Linked DNA regions of Mus musculus: region 2 is linked to region 1. Evidence: chromatin contacts called from public HiChIP or PLAC-seq data. All regions are on one chromosome and are shown on one strand. The core of a region is the stretch at or near the end of the contact, and the rest is flanking DNA. Distances in the headings are between cores, read along the strand shown.

Region 1 (3,044 bases), core at 166-2,665:
ATTTTACAGATTAATGCTGGCTGAGAATAATGCAACAACCAATAGTACTGAATTTGGCTTTTTGTTCATTTTTTTGGTAAGAGTGAAGCTTAAACCAGTTTTTCAAGCTCAGGCATGGTGGAACAAGCCTATTAATATCTGTTAGGGACCTGGAAGAGAAAGATCCCAAGTTCGAGGCCACTAGGGTACAGAGCCTGTTCGAGGCCTACAAACAGGTTCATATTGTAATGGAAATGCTCTTCGGAAGCAAGCCGGGAAGCATCAATCCTTGTATCAACAGCCCAGCATAACCACCTTGCCACTACGAGCACCCGCAACGATTTTATTGCAATTTTTAACCAGCTGGTTTGTTAAACTGAACCTCTAAGCCCTGATGTCTTCTCTTACATTCTTAGCCATTGATGGAAAATGCTAAGGTGACTATGTGAAAGACCTGAAGTCTTTCTGTACTCACTACGTCTACGATAAATGGCACCGTTTTAACATCCTCCCCCTACACATGACGGCCAAAGGAATTTGCATCCCTTAAGAAAAATTATAGGTCTACGGTCATTATGAAACAATGTGCGGGGGGGGGGGGGGCGCAGAGAAGTGGTGGGGAACACGCAACCGTGTTGAGTGACTAGTCATTTCAGAGTGCTCTATTAGAGCACAGCCCTCGACTACCGAGGCTGTGAAACAAATCCGACACAAACCTTCATCTAATGCTTTTAAAGGCTGCGGCCAGGCAAAGCCAACCGCTCAAAACGCTGTTCTTGTAACAGGCCCCACTTCTGCATCTCGCCCTGCAGGGCTTCGGGGGCCCCAGAAAAAAAAAGGCGAGGGACAAACCGCCTCCAAACGTCTTTAGGCGAGACTTGCAATTGATGTGAGCTTTCCAGGAAGTACTGCGCACCACAAAACTGGCTCGTGGGCCATTCCGCGGGCAGATCCAAACCCTGCCAGGCTCGCAGCCCATGAGGGGAGCCCCGCACCCGCCTCACGAGAACTGAGGCCAGGCTGCCAGCCCAGAGAGACCAGGGGAACCGAGAGCGGCGCCTGCCCGCCCACTCCGCGAGAAAGGCGGGGTCCCAGCTAGCGGACGCTGGGAAACAATGGCGCGAGCATGACGTGGGCCGGGGGCGTCGCCGCCGCGCGGGGAAGGGGCTGCGGCGGGCCGGGGGCGCCCGGGCCGGGGGCGTGCGCCACGCCGGGGCGCTGAGGCCGCGGGCGCGCGGGCAGATCTGGGCCGGGGTAGGGAGCCCTGAGGAAAGGGACGCCGGGCGGACGGCGGGGGCCGCTGGGTCGCGCGCTGGGCCGCGCATCCTCCCCAGCCTGCTCGCTCGCCGCCCGCCCGCTCCAAGCCCCCTCCCGCCCGCCGCGGGTGCCGCCGCACTCACCGGCCGCACCGCACGGCAGCAATCCTAGCGCGCAACTGCCGCAGCCGCCTCGGCGCGCGCCCTCCCCGCCCCCGCCGCCCCGGCACCGCCCCCAGCTCGCGCCCGGCCAGGGACCGGCGCTCTGTTCCTTACCCGGGCTCCGCCGCAGAAGCCGGCCGCGGCGATGCTCCCTGGCGGGCGGTCCTGTCTCAGGGCCCCTCACAGGGCTCGGGGAACTTCCCACCACAGAACTCCCAGAGCTGCTAAACTCCGAGGGTGATGCACGTTAACAACCTATCCATTTCCTAGGAATAACCACCTCTTGGCTTTTTGCCTGCTCCCCTCAGCACACTCCTGGCTGCCCCGCCCCTACCTTAGGTGACCACGCCTACTCTGCGAGAGGCTTTCCCTAAGGTGGGAAGAGTGTGTCCCTTACTCCTAGCAGCTTACTCCTAGACAAACGAACCAGAGGGTCTCCCTGGAAGACCTTGAACTCAACTCCATGATAATCATAGGGACCAGCTTTGGGGTTTATCAGAATGAGTTCAAATCCTAGTTTCACTACTTACCCAGGGAACCAACCAAGGAACCTGACTACACACAGTTGATTTATCCGAGATATTATTGATAGAATGAAACAATACAGACTCCAGGCTTAGTTCTGGATCCTAGCAAACAATAAATAGTAGTTGAATACACTGACACCCGTTACCGTACTTCACTACAAGACAGCCCACCCACTATGTCCAGAACACTGCATTCCTTAGTCTGGGCAGCTCTGGAATTCATCGCAAAGACCAAATTCTAGTCCTGGGAGCCTCGGAAAAGCAACTGATCTACTGGTTCTTCGACCTTGGACTTTGCCCAAGATCTTCCCGAGTTGGGGATATTTGATCCCTCCCATTGTTTTTCCTCTGTCCTAATTCTGAGGATCTTTGTCTTTCTCTCAGGCATTTGGCTGATTTGATTTTGATTTCCTTTAGATGGTATCATCCAAGACTAAGCCAAGTTTTGTAGTACCATCATAATCAAGGAGGACTATGGCTTCCACTTTGTAACAGCGCCTTGCATTTGTGCAGTAAAGTTCTCAGTGAACACTAAGTATGGTAGCTTGCCGGGAGTCCTAGCTTCTGGAGATGCTAGGACTAAGGCAAGAGGATTACGTGAGCCCAGAATTTGAAGTTAACCTGAGCAACATAATGAAAGAAAGAAAAAAGGGAGAGGAAGCAATGGTGAGGGGGGGGGGGGGAACAAGGAAGAAAGAGGAGGAAGGAGAAGAAAATGAAAAAGAGAAGAAAGTTCTTGGCAGACATACTACTGACTCATTACACTTGCAGTCAACCTGAACCACAGGGTGTTTTTGAAAACAGGAGGGCTCTGCTAACAGCTTCTACTTACCCTCCTGTGCCTTTCACCCTGCCTAGGTCAGCTGAGGATAAGCCCCTATTAGGCTTTTCACCTATTAGGCTTTTCAACATGGGAAAAATGGCATGTAAGCCAGTTTGCAGTTAGCTTAATACCACCTTTAAGCCAAGTATGTTTCTAGAAAGCCTGGTTTTGTAGGTAGGCCTGGAGTGGTTAAAGCTTACCTTGAATTCCTCTCAGGAGGCAGAGGCAGGTGGATCTCTGAATTCAGGGCCAGCCTGATCTACAGAGCAAGTTCTGGGCCAGCCAGGGCTACCAAAT
Region 2 (3,044 bases), core at 372-2,871, 570 kb after region 1:
GGTGCAAACATGAGACTCCCATGAGCATGTACTAGTATACGCACATGTGCTAAACAACGCTTTACAGTTTCCACTGGAGTTTCTCAAGGGCCCACCTACTGCAAGCAGATGCTGTCATAACTCACAAATAAGCTAGGTGACGTCCTTCCTCCCAGGAGTTTCTATTACTTCGAGATTAACTCAAACTAAAACCAACCCCCACATGTTTACTGAGAGGACACGGACACTTTGCAGAAAGTGAGTCACATAACCAGAAAGGTAAGTCCCACATTAAGACTTTGGGAGCCTGCCTATCTAGTCCACTCAAAAACAGGCTCCCAAAAGGAGCCTAGGTATTTTAAAGTATGGAATACCTTAAGCACATGTGGTTTTAGTTATGTATTTTATTGAGAAAAGCTCTTATGTAGCCCAGGCTGGCTTTGAACCCTTCATCGTCTCTATTTCCATCATCCGAGCGTTGGAATCTGGTTATGTACAGGTTGGGAGAAAGAGCTCAATGCAAAGCTCAAAGTTTGATCAACTTCAAATTCTTAGGTTGTCTTTAATTTGCACAAAAATCACAGTAATAAACTCTTTCCAAGGTTGAGGCTAGATAACTTTCAGACAGGGCTCTTTAGATGCCCTAAGCCTCCGGCTTTCTGTATCTTTGAGGGTCAGGGTGCAGCACAGGGCGTCCGTTAAGCTGACAGGCCACATACCTGGCACTTGTTGGGACTCCTTCATCTCCAGGATATCCTTGATGTAGAGTTTTGCAAAGGCTAGAAACACAGGATCCAGACCCCAAAAGAGGGGCGGGATCTCCTCTTCCCTTGGACTGGATTCACACTCCATCAAGAGGCAGGGCTGTGGCATCTGCTAACCCAGAGCCAAGACTCTACAAAAGAAAACAAAAATAAGGTTTTAGGGTGTTTAGTGTGGGTAACGGTCATCCAGAAGTCTTAGGAGGGTAACACAGGGGTTCAGGACCCTGTCAAACTTCATGCCTAGCAGATGGCAAAGTCCTTGTATGAGGCTCCTTCGGACGAAATACCAACTGAGAATCAGTTAAACACCAAATTTTCTTTTCAGACGAGGTCTCAGATAGCCCCGGCTGATCTTAATCTAGCTATGTAGTGGAGGATGGCTTTGAACTAGTGATCCTCCAGTACTGGGATTACTGGCATGTCCCATCAGACCTGGTTTATACAGTGCTGGGGATGGAACGCAGGGCTTCATGCAAGGTTTCGTGCAGGCTAGGCAAGTGCTCTCCAACAACTGAGCTACATCCCCTAAATACTAATTCTCCACTTTGAGGATAACCATACACACAGGCGTACCCCAAAAAGGAGTTTTAACGAGTGAATCCGGAGAGTAATGGAGAGAGTCCCTGTGGCCGTGGACTTTGGGGGCCCTGAAGGTGTGTCTATCCAAGCTTCGACCTTTCACCTCTGGGAAGAGCGGAGGAAAGGAAAAAGAGGCAGAAATCAGAGCAGTTTACAACTTCTCCCGAAGCAGGAGCAGCCAGCCAAGATTGCCGAACCAGTTCCGGTTGCGAGAAGGAAGCGAGCACACTCCCGCCGGCGTATTTCCTTCCCGCCACCCGCGCCTAGCTACCGCCAGCCACTCCCGCTGAGGCCACGCCCCCGACGTCCTCCTCAAGGCCACGCCCACCCCACGTATCGGTTCCGCCCACGCCGCCTTCCCGGTCTACATACACCCTGCGCAGGCTCTTGGGGGCTCTCCTAATCTCGGAGATTCCCGAGCCAGCCCGGGAATTCCTGCTGCTCAAATCCCGCCTTCCATGTCACATTTGTCACTCCGATTCCCTCAGACGGTTCCAGGAAATTGGGACGGGATCAAACTTAAATTTTCTTTTTTAAAAGTAGGGCAGGGGGTTGTCTTGACTGATTAAAGCAACAAACAACGAAATTAGGCAATGGGGTATTTTACTGTTTCTTCACAGCTGGTAATGATCCCCTGACATCGTAGGGATGCTACAGTCTCGCTTGCAGATGTTCTGCTCTAAACCTGAGGCCCCGAGAGAATGAGAGGTCTTGTCTCTAACGGAAACCACCCCTATGAGGTTTCCTCCAGGATGTTGTGCCTTTAACTCTTGAGAGACTGACAATTCTTGTATAAACCATGGCCACCTCCTTGGAGCCCTGTCTCCACTGTCTCCACCCATATAAATAAAGACGTTTTTCCCTACTCACAGGGACTCACACGCCTAGGAGAGGGCAGGTCACTCACTCCAGCGGCAAAAGAGGCAGGAGGCCAAAGAGATCATTGCTAAACTATCAGAGAAGGGCTGGGATGGAAACTGGGTGTCATTAGAACCATGGCTTTCAGTTACTGCCCTGGCCACAGAAGGAGCGGACAGTGTCTCCCAGACTCTGTGGCACAGAATGGCTGGGCCCGTGGAGTTTAAGATCTGTGTAAACCCAATCCCTCTCTACTAGAAGAGGTTCTCTCCCAAGGAAACATAGTAGGATGGATGCTTCCAATTCACCTGTCAGGTAGAGAAAGACAGGTTGGGTGACATTCTCAGGACTGCACACCTCTGCGCCAGGGTGGAGTCCAGGGACCAGTCTCCGCTGTCCTCAGAAGTTGAGGTATTTTCAGAAATGACGCTCAGAGCTCTCAGGGCTAGAGCGCTGGACTCTGGGTTTACTGCCAACCTGGGGGAGGGCCACGCCTTGTGGTATAAATAGAAGCAGACTCCCCTGATGTCATCTTTTACAGTGATGGAGGACTCTTTAGAGGGGAGTGTGCCTCTTGATCTGAGCCCCAGACCTGAGGAGTAGATGGTAACGAAGCTGAGGGTGAGCTGTAGAATTCCAGATTGAGGGGTTTGCATGGAGCTTTGTAAAGATCTCAGCCTCCCTCCTGTAGAACTCCCAGACTCCAAGCCTTCCTGGACGATCCTGAAATCTTCAACCCCGCAGGACCAGCACAACACCCTACAACATTCAAGGCCGATCGATATTTTAAAAGTCAATGCTAGGAGCCCTTTCTTTTGGCAACTTGGTGCCAAATAACAAATTTTATAGACTTTTTTTTTTTTT

Evidence for each region. HiChIP or PLAC-seq counts read pairs in DNA pulled down with a chosen protein or histone mark.
Region 2: an HNF4G HiChIP or PLAC-seq map of pancreatic cancer cells shows a contact between it and region 1. The contact joins the promoter of Stn1 here to the promoter of Nt5c2 in region 1. A contact is called at or near these places in 1 of 39 promoter capture datasets (pre-B cells) and 2 of 115 datasets of contacts at active chromatin or transcription factors (bone marrow-derived macrophages and pancreatic cancer cells).

Annotation. Positions count from the first base shown.
Region 1 is chr19:46,960,893-46,963,936 of GRCm38.p6, forward strand. It overlaps Nt5c2 (5'-nucleotidase, cytosolic II), which reads right to left and starts at 1,416. Exons shown (of 18, transcript NM_029810.5): 1 at 1,380-1,416.
Region 2 is chr19:47,535,498-47,538,541 of GRCm38.p6, forward strand. It overlaps Stn1 (STN1, CST complex subunit), which reads right to left and starts at 1,622. Exons shown (of 10, transcript NM_175360.3): 1 at 1,317-1,622; 2 at 699-874. The coding sequence starts at 852.